2 separate regions of the Ovis aries genome follow, and region 2 is linked to region 1. Evidence: chromatin contacts called from public Hi-C data. All regions are on one chromosome and are shown on one strand. The core of a region is the stretch at or near the end of the contact, and the rest is flanking DNA. Distances in the headings are between cores, read along the strand shown.

Evidence for each region. Hi-C and Micro-C count contacts between places; a contact is called where the count stands out from the background.
Region 2: a contact with region 1 is called in a Hi-C map of tail adipose tissue, with 4 times the contacts expected there. The contact joins two enhancer-like sites. A contact is called at or near these places in 12 of 16 Hi-C or Micro-C datasets (blood, hypothalamus, liver and 7 more).

The regions. Positions count from the first base shown.
Region 1 is chr6:97,970,234-97,977,512 of ARS-UI_Ramb_v3.0, reverse strand. No RefSeq gene overlaps it. Among named protein-coding and RNA genes, the nearest start is that of HNRNPDL, 45 kb to the right of the region's middle. Within about 2 kb of position 3,387, at least 6 of the 54 cell types and tissues checked have an H3K27ac peak or open chromatin away from gene starts, as enhancers often do.
Region 2 is chr6:98,277,166-98,284,444 of ARS-UI_Ramb_v3.0, reverse strand. The region is part of intron 1 of SCD5 (stearoyl-CoA desaturase 5); the gene reads left to right. Among named protein-coding and RNA genes, the nearest start is that of TRNAG-CCC, 15 kb to the left of the region's middle. Within about 2 kb of position 3,049, at least 7 of the 54 cell types and tissues checked have an H3K27ac peak or open chromatin away from gene starts, as enhancers often do.

The DNA.
Region 1 (7,279 bases), core at 2,138-4,637:
GGAGCCTGGTGGGCTATAGTTCATGGGATCACAAAGAGTGACTAACACTTTCACTTTCTTTGACATGAAGGATCTTTAGTTGTGGTATGTGAATTCTTAGTTGCAGCATATGGGATCTAGTTCCCTGACCAGGGATTGAACCCAGGCCCCCTGTATTAAGAGCTTGGAGTCTTAGCCACTGGGCCACCAGGGCAGTCCCAGCTTGGGGCCTCCTTTCCTCTCCCCAGGGGCCTCTCCACCTGGGCTAATTTGGGCTCTCACAGCATGGTAGCTGGTTCCCCAAGGCAAGTGTCCAACCCCTAGCTCCTGAAAAAAGTCTATAGAGGCTGTATCCTTCTCACAGTCTAGCCTGGAAAGTCCGAGTGTCACCTCTGTGGGCCTCTTTCGGTTGGAGCTGTCATAAGCTCCCACCCAGACTCAAGGACGGAACAAAGGTCGCCACCTTCTTGGTGGGAGGAGTGTCAACGTCATATTGTTGAAGAGCACGGTGGAGCAACAGCAGTGAGAATGAAAGGGTAAGGGAAGGCTTCCTGGAGCAACCAAATAGTGTGTCTGACTCCAGACCAGAAGGTTGTATGTTTACATCATGCTGGGGTCAAAGTGTTAGTGTTGGTATGACAGTATGGGGCTTCCATGATGGTTCAGATGGTAAAGAATCTGCCTGCAATGTGGGAAGACCCAGGTTCGATCCCTGGGTCGGGAAGATACCCCAGAGAAGGGCATGGCAACCCACTCCAGTATTCTTGCCTGGAGAATCCCATGGACAGAGGAGCCTAGTGGGCTACAGTCTATGGGGTCACAAAGAGTCAGACATGACTGAGCAACTAACACACAAGGAACCTCAAAAGTCTTTCCCTCCAAGGGATTTCCCTGGTGGTCCAGTGGCTAAGATTCCAAGCATGCAGTGCAGGGGTCCCAGGTTCGATCCCTCCTCAGAGATCTAGATCCCTCATGCTGCAACTAAGAATTCACGTGCCTCAACTAAGAATTCACATGCCGCAACTAACACCCAGTTCAGCCAAAGAAACACATTAATTACAAAACAATCCTTCCCTCCAAGGAAGCGCAAATAAACTGGCAAACCCTGTCAGAATCAACTTTTTCAAAATCCTGGAAAGTAAGTAAAACCTTGCAGCAGCCCAGAGGGAAAGGCGTAAGGCAAAAACAGCTGAATCTCAGTAAAAACAGAGAGGATGGTGGCGTTTTAACTCTCTTTGGTCCCAGCCCTGCTCCCAGGCTCAAGGGTGGCCTTGACAGTAACAGCCTATATTTCTGGTACAGGTAAGAGCAGAAAAATGGACCCCATTTGTTGAGGGTTGTGGCTGTTCGCTTTGAGCTATGTGTTAGTTCAAGCAGCAGTTAAAAAAAAAAAAAAGCATAGGCTGCTTGTTGAAGTTTATTTTTTCACAGTCTGGAGGCTGGCAAGTCCAAGATCAAGGTTCTGGACAATTCAGTTTTCGGTGAGGGCTCTCTGGGGTCTCTTCCTCCTCTTGTAAGGACATAAATCCCATTGGATTAGGGCCCCCCTGTGTGTGTGTGTGTGTGTGTGTGTGTGTGTGTGTGTGTGTGTGTGTGTCTTAGTCGCCCATTTGTGTCTGACTCTTTTCAACCCCATGGACTGTAACCCACCAGACTACTCTGTCTACGGGTTTCTCCAGGCAAGAATATTGGAGTATATAGCCATTCCCTTCTCTAGAGGATTTTCCTGACCCAGGGATCGAACCAATGTCTCCTGTATTGCAGGCAGATTCTTTACTGAATGAGCCGCTAGGGAAGCCCAGGGCCCCACCCTGATGACTTGACCTAACCTTCGGTTTCAGTTCAGTTCAGTCACTTGGTTGTGTCTGACTCTTCGCGACCCCATGAACTGCAGCACGCCAGGCCTCCCTGTCCAATGCCAACTCCCAGAGTTTACTCAAACTCATGTCCATTGAGTCAGTGATGCCATCCAGCCATCTCATCCTCTGTCGTCCCCTTCTCCTCCTGCCCCCAATCTTTTCCAGCATCAGGGTGTTTCAAATGAGTCAGTTCTTCACATCGGGTGGCCAAAGTATTAGAGTTTCAGCTTCAGCATCAGTCCTTTCAATGAATATTCAGGACTGATTTCCTTTAGGATGGACTGGTTGGATCTCTTTGCAGTACAAGGGACTCTCAAGAGTCTTCTCCAACACCCCAGTTCAAAAGCATCAATCCTTTGGCACTCAGCTTTCTTTAGAGTCCAACTCTCAAATCCATATGTGACTACTGGAAAAACCATAGCCTTGACTAGACGGACCTTTGTTGGCAAAGTAATATCTCTGCTTTTTAATATGCTGTATAGGTGACTTCCCTGGTGGCTCAGACGGTAAAGCATCTGTCTACAATGCAGGAGACCCGGGTTCGATCCCTGGGTCAGGAAGATCTCCTGGAGAAGGAAATGACAATCCACTCCAGTACTATTGCCTGGAAAATCCCATGGACAGAGAAGCCTGGTAGGCTACAGTTGATGGGGTCGCAAAGTCAGACACGACTCATAGGTTGGTCATAACTTTTCTTCCAAGGAGCAAGCATCTTTTTAAATTTCATGGCTGCAGTCAGTTACCTCCTAAAGTTCCCATCTCCAAAGGCAGTTACAATGAAAGTCAGGACTTTAACATATGAATCTGAGAGGGGTTGGGGGCAGCAGGCGGAGGGTCTGGAAACACAGTTCAGTCCATGACAACCATCTGGTGGCTTCTTGGGGGGACTGGCTCAAAGCATTCGCCTTTATCTTGCCTAACTAAGAATTCCGCCAGGGTTGAGGCAGCTACCCTACCCAAGGGCAATTGTCAAAAAATGTGCCTGGTGGTGCAGTGGATAGGAATCTGCCTTCCAATGCAGGTTTGATCCCTGGTCTGGGCAGCTTCCACATGCCCTGGAGCAATTAGGCCCCTGTGCCACAACTACTGAGCCCAAGTGCTGTAACTACTGAGGCCCCTGTGCCTAGAGTCCGTGCTCTGCAACAGAGAAGACACTGCAATGGAAGTGCACGCACGCAACAGAGTAGCCCCGGCTTGCCGCGACGAGAGAAAGTCCACACCGGAACCAACGAAGACACAGTGCAGCCAAAAATTAATAGATGAAAAACAGAAGTTTAAAGTCAGTGGATTAGGCACCGCTACCTGCAATACTGTAGAACACCTGGGACTAAGGACAGACCGACTAAAAAGCTTGAGAGGAAAGGGTGGAGAATGAGATACTTCAGCAAATAAGGGCTGTGAAGAGTGCTGACATGTTCCTGGTGTTATGGGTTGAATTGTGTTTCCCCAAAAAGATCTGTTCAAGTCCTAATCCCCAACAGCTCAGGACGTGACCTTATTTAGAAACAGAATTGTTGCAGATGCAGTCAGTTAAGATGAGGTCATCCTGGAGGAGGGTAGGCCCCTAATCCAATCTTCTGGTGAGCCTGTAAGTCAGTCTGTGAAGACGTAGACACACAGGGAGAAAGCCACTGGAGGCGGAGAGATCAGAGTGATGCCTCTACACGCCAAGTAATGCTGAGCATCGGCAGCTGTCGGGAGAAGCCAGAGACAAGGGGCAGATTCTCCTTCGGTGCCTCCAGAAGGAACCAGCTCTGCCGACACCTTCATTTCAGAGTTTTGGCATCCAGAACTGTGAGAGAATAAACTTCTGTTGCTTTAAGCCACCCCATCTGCGGTTCTTTGCAGCCCTAGGAAACTAATACAATATTGTTGTTGTTTAGTTGCTAAGTTGTGTCTGACTCTTTTGCAACCCCATGGACTGTAGCCCACCACGGGATTTCCCAGGCAAGAATACTGGAGTGGGTTGCTATTTCCTTCTCCAGGGGATCTTCCCAACGCAGGGATCGAACCCACGGCTCCTGCCATGTCCCCTGCATTGCAGGCAGATTCTTTCCCACTGAGCCATTAAGAAAAAATATATTTGTTGTTTGTAACTCCTTTTTTTTCTCTCATATCTGGTTTAAAGGACAACTGCATAAAGAAGTGATTATAAATCTGTGTTCATGGGCACACAATAAAGATGTAATTTGTGACAGCAATATGGCAGAGGGATGGCAGAGAATGGAGTTATATATGAGCAGAGCTTTATATCTATTAAAATTAAGGTAGTGCTAATTAGAAATGGATTGTTGTAAGATGTTAATTATAACCACCCAGAGAAACCACTAGGAAAATACAATAACTCAAGAACATAATGTAAAAGAAACAACAAGGGAATTAAAATGGCAACTAGAGAATACGTATTTAACACAAAGGAAGGCAATAAGGGAGGACTGAGGAACAAAAAAGATACAAGAAAGGCAGAAATGAATTTTGAAGTATATAATGCAGTACTGTTGACCATAATCACCAGTGTTACGTGTCAGACCTCCAGAACGTATTCATCTTCTAATGACAAGTTTGCACCCAATAGAAAAACGACAGAAGAAAGTCCTTCCAGTAATTACATGAAGTGTGGAGAACTGAACTCAATCAAAAAGCAGGACTGGCAGAATGGATTTTTAAAATATAACCCCACTATACATTATCTACACAAAACACATTTTCAAGGCAAAGGTAAAAACAGATCGAACATAAAAGGGTAAAAAAAGACATGCCGTGTACACAGTAACCAAAACAGGACTGCAGTGGCTATACTAAGGTCAGGTAAAGAGAGGTTCAGACAAAAACTGTTACAAGAGACAAAGATGTTTACTCCCTATAAGGAAGACCCAATCTAGCAAGAAGATTACAAACATATACAGACCTAAACCAGAGCACCAGAGCAAATGAAGCAAAAACAGACAATGAAAATAAGAAATGGTTCAACAATAACAGATGGAGAACTGAATACTGCACATTCCACAATGGAAAAAGCAACTAGAAGGCTCAATACTATACAGCAGTTAGACCCAGTGAACATCCACAGAGCACTCACTCCACCCAACAGTGGCAGAAAACAACATTCTTCAGGGCACAGAGAACGTTCTCCTGGATAGACCCCATGTTAGGCCACAAAACAAGTCTTGATGAATTTTAAAAGATCAAAACCATACCGAGTTCTCCAAGTACAATGGAATGAAATAAGACATCAGTAACAGAAGGAAATTTAGACAATTCACAACTGTGTGGAAATTCAACACCACACTCTTAAAGGATCAATAAGTCAAAGGAGAAATCACAAGGGAAACTAGAAAACACTTTGAGACAAATGAAAATGAAAACACAAGATAACCCAAACCTACAGGATACAGTGAAAGCAGTATGCAGAGGGAAATTCACAGCTATAAATGACTGCATTTAAAAAAAAAAAAGAAAGAAAGATCTCAAAGCAGTAACCTAACTATTCACTTTAAGGAACTAGAAAAAGAAGAGCAAACTAAACTCAATACAAGCAGAAGAAAGGAAATAATGAAGATTAGAGTGAAGATAAAACAGAGAATTAAAATACCCCAAAGTTTGTTCTTTGAAAAGATCCACAAAGTTGTTAAGTCTTTAGACCTCATATTCTCTCTTCAGCTTAAACTAATCTTACTTTAAAAGAAAAAAATTATTTATTTTTGCTGTGTGGGGCCTTCACTGCAGCACGTGGGCTTAGCTGCCCCTTGGCATGTGGGACCTTAGTTCCCCAACCTGGGATTGAACCTGCGTCCCCTGCATTGGGAGGCAGATTCTTAACCACTGGACCACCAGGGAAGTCCCTAAATTCATCTTATTTTTATTCCTACTACTCCCCTGAGACTGCATCTGCCTAATCCTAGCACCACTGCTGTTCTCAACTGACTTGCTGACCAGCACTTGACACGTCTGAGCACTCTCTTCTTCATTTGGCTCACAAGTCACTCCCTGACTTTCCTTCCTCCGTGCTCAATCCTTTTCCAGCTCCTTTTCTGACTTCTCCCCTTAGCTTGATCTGTAACGTTAGAGCCCAAGGGTTTGGTCTAGACTTTCTATCAACATTCTTCTTACATGTTATATTTTTAAAGGATAAATGACTTAGGTTTTGATAGCATCTTCAGAATGAACTCATTAATCTGATTTCCAGCCAAGGCAAGGCCCTCAGTTCTAGGCTTAATTTCAACTGCTTGCTGGTCATGTCTACACTGGCATTTCACACTTTACATGCTACAACTCCTCAAGCTAAAAAATAGAAAAGTTTTTCTTCCAAATCCAATCAATAAACAAGTGCTATCATTGATGCCTCTAAAACACACTCTCAATGTGTCCACTTCCATCTATTTCCACTTCTGCCATCCTAAGCCAAGCCACCACCATCCTTGACCTGTATTACTGCAATAATCTTGTCTTAGATCTAGCAAATTGTCTCTCAAGCACCATTTTATTCACAAACTGGAGACATTATAAACCTAAAAACATGTCCCAGACACCCTAATGTGTAGGAGCTCTAGGTTAGAATTAGATACTGTCCATTAAATGTACTAGCACAAAGTTAATAAAGAGAAGCAAGACTGAGAGGCAACCTTCCTATTGGTATTGCTGTTGGTAAGCAAGGTGGCAAATTACCAGTGTTTGGAAGAAGCTGTAACAGGCTAACTTGGTGTTCCAGTGTCTGGCCAGCCCTGAGCAGCAATGTCAGTGGTGGCAGGAGTCTCAAACTCTGGACTCAACTACTGTGGGTTTCCTTCCACCCTGTAATCCAGCAGTACCACCCGCCACTCCCCCTCCTCTAGTCCTTCCCACTGATTTCACAAATGTCTCGCTCTGTGTTTTAAATCCCTCTCTGAATAAAACACCTAAAGCGGCTTTTGCCTTGGCATTCAACTCTGATACATCTAATTGGTTTTCCTGCGTCCACTCTTGCCCACCTACGATCCATTCTCCATCCCACAGAGAATTCCCTTAAAAATGTAACTCAGGTCATGCCATCTCCCATTTAAAATTCTCTGGGAGCTTCCCACCACCTGCAGAAAACAACCCCACTCCTTATTGTAGTACCAAGGCCTGACGATTTAGCTCTACCCACTTCTCTGATGCCATCCAGCCACTGGCCTGCGCTCAATTTTTGAAATAAGCCAAGCTTTGCCCTAGATATTTACGACATGCTATTCCATCTTCATGGGATAGTCTTCCTTCCAGCTCCTTACTTGTCTAGTCTTTCATGTTCAGATTAGATGTTACCTTCTTATCATCCTCCTTATAAAGAGCCACTGTGCACTATTTTCTCTTCAGGGCACTTGCTCATGTCTTATAATTTTCTATCATGTATTGTTTATTGACTGATTCCTCCAAAAATGAACATACTGAGGCTTCCCTGGTGGTCCAGTGGTTAAGAATCTGCC
Region 2 (7,279 bases), core at 1,800-4,299, 310 kb before region 1:
TGCCCTTCATCTCCTATTGCTGACAATCCTTCAGCTCTACCATCTCCCACCTCCTCTCCTCCACTCAGTAATTCTCCTTGTCTGTTCACTCGATGTCAGCCGCTGTATGCCAGCTGTTGTACCGGACTACTGTACTTTGCAAGGCACTGTACTGTAAGATTCAAAATATTTTCTTTATTTTTTGTTTGTTTTTTTTTTATGTATTATTTCTGTGAGAAGTATTATAAACCTATTACAGTACAGTGTTACATGGCCTACTATGTCAGTTGGTACTTAAGCTAACGTTGGATTTATGAACAAATTGGATTTACGAATGAGCTCTCAGCGTGCTGCTGCATATGAAGCAGACTTACTGAATTTCAAATTTCTCCAAGGGGTCCACGTAAGCCCACTTCACTGGGCTTGAGATGAAGGAGTCACGGCTCTCTGCCCTCTTTCCTTGGGAGTATTCAGCTCACAGCTCATTCACATTTCCTTCTAAGTCTTTGCTATTCTTCATCTGAATGGGGCGTTCGGGAATGGTGGAGCCAGGTCTTGATAATTTCCTTTGTGAATTCTGTGTAAGGGGTTTGTTTCCCATTCACGTGGGTATCTGATATCTATCATATTGGTGCCTCGGGCAAAAGAAATGCAGAAAGAATCCCATTCTGGTATCTTATTCCAAAAACCACAGAGAAACAATAGAAGTGTACATGTTGGTTATTTCTTGCTGCCGAAACACCCCGAAACTGAGCAGCTTTAAATAAGAGCGATGCGTCCTTTCTCCTGCTTCTGGGCTGGCTGGCCTGCTTCTCTGTTGGTCTCACCTGGGCTGGATGGGTTCATCACTCACGCTCACACAGTGGGCACTGGGCGCTGACTGCTGGCTGGACGCCTCGGATCTCTTTCTCAGGACCTCTCATTCTCTGTTAGGCTAAACCAGCTTCCTTCCATGGTGATCCAGGCAATGTTTCAGGGAAGCAAAGCAGAAACTATACTGTCTCCTAGGCTGTGGAAGTCACACAGCATCTTTCTATAGGCCAAAGCGAAATTAATTACAAGGCTAGTCTAGATTCAAGAGGTGGGAAAAAGACTCTACCTTCAGCATTTCCAGTTTGGGGCTCTCCCTAGTTCACTGTAGAAAACCCACCTCTGTCAGCTCTTGCTCTAAACTTTTTCCTGAGCAGACGTGGAGTTAGGGGAGGAAGAAAAATGAATTTATATTGGTTTTAGTCGGCTTACATTCGGAAGAATAGAAAGGAAGAGAAAAGATCCAGAAGATGGGAGAAGAAGCAGAGTCACTGCAGCTGACTTTGGGCAAGCATTCATGGGGGGGAATGGACCACAGGTGGGGAACTGGGAGAACAGGCTAAACTTCCGATCATGAAGATGAGAGCAGGTCAACATCTCTGTGAATTGGGCAAATGAGACCTTCGGACCTGGGAAATCCCATGGACAGAGGAGCCTGGCGGACTATAGTCCATGGGGTCGCAAAGAGTCGGACATGACTTAGAGACTAAACAACAACACCTAAGACCTTCTGGAGCCTATTATGAAATAGACTTCAGCACAGATTGAGTTCTCCTTGGGGCCTGGCCTGAGTGGACACCATAGGATGCTATCTTGATACTGGCTCTTTGATGCCCAAACCCTGTTCTTTCCACCTGTCCCCTTGGATGCAACCCGCCCCCCCCCCTCCACTCCACCCTTTCTCTCCTCTGATCTTGTGCTCACAGGAGGAGGTGAACATCAATAAAGAGGGGTACAGGGTGGTAGCAACACAGCTCTGTCTTCACATGGGGTTTCAGGACCAGGTGAGTGGGAGGAGCAAGGCAACTGAGGCATGATTAAGTCCATTGCTCTGCTCTACTGTGGGCTGCAGATTCGAGGCTCGGAGGTTGTCGTTTTAAAAAAGAAAATCTCTAAAGCCTTTAGAAATGGTTTGGACTTCCCCAGCGGCTCAGAGGGTAAAGAATCTGCCTGAAATGCAGGAGATACAAGAGATGTCAGTTCGATCTCTGGGTCGAGAAGATTCCCTAGAAGAGCAAACAGCAGCCCACTCCAGTATTCTTGCCTGAAAAATCCCGTGGACAGAGGAGCCTAGCAAATTACAATCCAAAGGGTTGCAAAGAGTTGGATACAATTGAGCAATTAAGTACCTCTCACCTCAAGAAATGGTTTTTAAATGGTCTTTTAAAAAATATGTGAATACTTTATGTGTGTTTATCTAGAGTGTAAGGTGAAAGGGCCCACGATCCCCATCAGATGCCCGCATGAGGAAGGGAGCTCAGGCGGGAGACCTTGGAAGGGCAGGTTGCCTTGCTGAAAAATGAAGTGCCTGGGGCTTGTTTTCAGCCTGGAAGGTGAGCAGGCTCAGAGGACAGACTGTTGAAGCTGACAAGCACAGCTTAGGGGGAAGCTCAGAATCTTTACTTGCCTGATATTTTAAACCAGCACACACAAAATCTATAAAGGAATTTTCCACTTTCAGAGAATAGATGTATACCTACCTTGGAGAGAATATTTTTTTCTTTTTTTTTTTTTTTTTTTAAGTTTTGTGACTTGTGGCTTTTTGTTATCAACAAGGCTGAGCACAAGACTTTCCAGCTGCCCCACCCCCACCATCTGCTCGGGCTGCTGTGCAGTGTGTCCAACCCTTTGCAACCCCATGCACTGTAGCCCGCCAGGCTCCCCTGTCCATGGGATTTTTCAGGCAAGAATAACGGAGTGGGTTGCCATTCCTTTCCCCAGGGGATCTTCCCGGCCCAGGAATCGAACCCACGTCTCCTGCATTGCAGGTGGATTCTTTACCGCTGAGCCACTGGGGAGGCCCTCCACCCATCTGACTCCCACCTAAATGATTCTGTAATCATTGAAACCTTTGCCCATCTGATTTCCAAGCACGTTTGTTTCATCGGAACACAGGGCAGTTTAGAGAGGGGAGGAAGAGAGGGGGGATGAGCTGAGGGCAAGTCTGAACCACTTTCCCCCTTGCTGCCCTTTCCCACCGTCCTCCCAGCTCCCGCAGCTCCAAGGCAGAACCAGCAGGCAGAGTGTGTGACCACGGCCTCACTGCCCAGAGGCTGCCGGTAGGGGGTGCTGTGTCCACACCTCCGGGCACCACCAGTGCGATGACACTCCCAGGCAACATAAATCGTTAGACATTTAAAGCTGGCGGGGATGTTTCCTTTTGGCCATGAGGAACCTGTGGTCCAGAGAGGGGAGTTCGTGGTGGGAGTAGGGCTGAAAGACAAGCCTCTTGACTTCCGTGCTGGGGTCCCCACCCTCCATCTTCCTCCTTCACACATTCTCACCCCCAACCCCTCGCGTGATGTCAGGGATCTTGGCAATGTTGAGAGGAAGATGGCTTGCATGTGGAACTGTTAGAAAAGAACAGAAGATGGCAAGGTGCTTCCCGTGGTTGGCCTGGGAAATCAGTCTGGGGCTTTTGCATTTGACCTCGCAGGAACAGTCATTTGGAAAGTAAGAGGGATTGCGTTAAATTGCTTTTTTTTTTTTCTTTTTGTAGTCAAACCTCAGACTTGTGGGAAAAGTTACAATTGATTACAAATCATCAAAAAGTGACAATACCTTGAGAGGAGATATGTTACCATGTCTATTCCCAGTTGTTATTACTAATACTTAGTGGGTGATATTGGCTAAGTTTGTAAATTTCACTTTGTCTCATCTGTAAAATGGGTAAAATAATGTTGGTGAAGATTCAATGAGATAGGCACATAACTGCTCATCTCAGCTCATGGCTGATTCTAGGCACTCACTAATTATTGTTGTGCGAACAGCACAATTATAATTGCACACAATTACTGCAGCAGCAATAATAATAACAAGAGCATCTTTTTGTCATCTGTAACTTGGGCCCTCAGTGTAGCTAATTCAGTGGAGAAATGCCCCTGCCGCTCACCAGTTGGGTAGACAGGTCTCCAGAGTAGCGTCTCTGTCATCTCCTTGGGGTATCTCCACAGACCAAAGTGGCTGGGAGTTGGTGAGGCTGAGGGAGGAGCTGTGGAGGGGCAGAAGTGATGAGTGGGTGGCCTTATAGTAACATTTGTAAGTCAGAAAGAATTGAGTGAGGAAACGTGCTGGGGTGCAGTCTTCCCCAACTGGGGATCCTTCATATAAGTAAGGAGAAAAAAAGTCAAGAAATGACTTTTTTAAAAAGAAATCTTTTGGCTTTTTTTATCAAGTAATTTGATAAATGTTTAGCGTTTCTTATACAGAGGAGCCTGGTGGGCTACAGTCCGTGGGGTCATAAGAGTCAGACACAACCTAGTGATTAAATCATACAGTTTTTAATTTTTATTGTGCTTGTTTTACCATCTTTAGTGATGCCCACGAAAGGGAGATACATTTCTAGATAGTGGGTATTCTTTGAGCTAATTAAATTGATCTTATGTCCATTCTATAATGTGTTTCAGATACTTAAATTTAAAAATTTAACAATTGAGATATAATTAACATAGAACATTGTATTAGTTTTATATACAACATAATGATTTGATGTACGTGCTCTGAGTGCCTAACTGCTTAGTCGTGTCTGACTGTTTGTGACCCCATGGACTGTAGCCCCACCAGGCTCCTCTGTCCATGGAATTTTCCAGGCAAGAATACTGGAGTAGGTTGCCATTTCCGCCTCCAGGGACTCTTCCTCACCCAGGGATGGAACCTGCATCTCTTGAGTCTCCGGCATTGGCAAGCAGATTTTTTTTTACCACTGCGTCAATGATTTGATATACATAGAGCTCAAGGATCATCACAGGAGGTCTAGCTAACATCCATCACCACACATAGCTACAGTTTTGTTTTCTTGTGATGAGAACTTCCACTCTCTTAGCAACTTTCAAAGATATGTAAGATAGTATTATTAACCGTTTACTATCCCAACTCTCAAATACGTTCTGCTTTCATTTGTTTCATTTCATCTTGTCCACGACCTTGTTTTCCTGTTCAGCCCTCCCGCTACCAGAGACCACATCTTGACTGTGGTTCCTTCTTCTCTTTGCAGAGTCTGACCCAGTAGGTGTAGAATGCGTGGAGACCACAGTATGTAAATGCTACCTTGGCGGAAAGGCACAGTTATTAGTCAGGGATGGCCAGGAAGGCAAGCATGAAAATAGCACCCTTGATTTCTTTTTTCCAGTAGCACATGATACAACATTGAATAATTGCTGGCTATATTTGACAGATCGGGAATACAGTTCATTAGGGAGCTAGGGGACTCAAAAAGCAGGCTGCCTTCAGGAAAATTTATGAGGGGATTACTGTGTGCAGCCACCAGTAAATAGGGCGCTGGGAATCTGAGCTGAATTGATGATCTTCTGCCTGAGTGGGACCTGTGTCCACCAAGCAAAACTTTCTTGAGTCAAAGTGACTTAGGGGAGAAATTGTGATTAAAAAAAAGGAAGGATGGAAAAAAAAAAGGAACATTCAGAATCTCTAGGGAATGGAACCACATCTGTAAGAGCAATGTTGTTTTTACTACCTTCATGGTCAAGAATATCAGAATGCGTGATTCACACAAGAACACAAATCCTTGCAAAAGGATGCAGCCTCCCTTGTAATCGTGGGAACTTAAAGCACAAAATTATACACTGCCAGCAAAGCTGGTAAAAGTCCATTATAATTACAAAATCAAAATCTGGCGAGGCTTTGGAGAAAGCTGCATCCTCATACTGACATCAATTAGTACAATATTTCTGGAAAGCAACATGGCAAAGTGTAGTGAGCCATGGACGATCACATCCTTTGGCCTGGTAAACATGTGTTTGAAACCATATCCTGGAGAAACAACTCAAAAGAAGAAAAAATAAGAGGAAAAAAACAGAAAGAAAGAAAAAACAATACCTAGAAATTTTAAATAAAAACAAACTATTGTATAGAAATGAAATTTAATATTACTATTAAGGATAGTAAGTTTGCCTATTATAAAAGCAAATGGAAAAGTTGATATAAAATAATGCCAAGTGAAAAATGTGCTCTGCTTTGTTGCTCAGTTGTGTCTGACTCTTTGCGACTCCATGAACTGGCTCCTATCTCCATGTGATTCTTCAGGCAAGAACACTGGAGTGAGTTGCCATTTTCCTCTCCAGGGGATCCTCCTGACCCAGGGATGGATCACTGGGTCTCCTGCCTTGCAGGCAAATTCTTTGCCATCTCAGCCATTAGGCAAGTCCAAGTGAAAACAGCCTGAGCTCAGATTTTTTGAATATTGACTATAGATATGTAAAAAAAAAATTCTCCAACAACACTAAAGCTAAGAAGAGATCATTCGGTTTTGTTACATCGCAGGGTGAGAAGTGAATGTGAGTCTCTGTTGCTTTGGTGTTTGTGTTTCGTCTGTCATTACAAAATTGTTTAAAAACACGGTTTCATAGGCTGCACTGTATATTGCAGTTTATCAAGGACAGAAAAGAGGTAAATCCTTCCATCTGCATCTTGTGGTTTTTGACAGCTGCACAGACTGTAAACACAAGCTGGAATCACACCAAAACGGCACCCCTTGCCGTTGTTCAGTCACTCAGTCGTGTCCAGCTCTTTGCGACCCCATGGACGGTAGCGCGCCAGGCTCCTTTGTCCTCCACTGTCTCCTGAAATTTGCTCAAATTCATGTTCATTGAGTTGGTGATGCTATCCAGCCATATCGTCCTCTGCCGCCCCCTTCTGTTGCCTTCAGTCTTCCCAGCATCATGGTCTTTTCCAGTGGCTTTGCCTGCTGATTGTGCAGACGGGGGACATGTGATTACCAAGAGCCTGGAGTGGCTGCAGAAGAAAATCAGGTCAGGTTAACTATCCAATTGGCTCATCTAATGCCAGAGCTTTACCTCCTTGGATCTCATGCTTGGATTGTTTGGGGGTTTCTGGAGGCAGAGCATCAACTCCTTTCTCTCCTTGTAAGAATCTCCCCCTAAGTTAAGCTAATTTCACATTTCCCAGTCACAGGCTTCTTTTTCCTTCTAGTCTGATCCTTCTTGTCCCTCAGGCTTGGCATCCTCTTATTTTTCCTTGCATCTGCCTCTGACAGCAACAGTAATCCTAGTAAAATGTAGTCACACATTTCCTCAAAGTTGCAAGATGCTCTGAAGGTTGAGATAGAGATGTCATTTTATTCAGTAGAGGCCGTTTTTCTTTTCGTCCTTACACATGTGTAAGCAGGCCTTACGTTTCATTGGTTTGTTTCACATTTGCCTCTTTGCAGCAGCAGGGATGCCCAAATCTCTGTGCTTGGACACAGAATTCTGCTTGCATCAGGCAGTTCTACAGAGACAGAGGCTGGCGGGCCTGT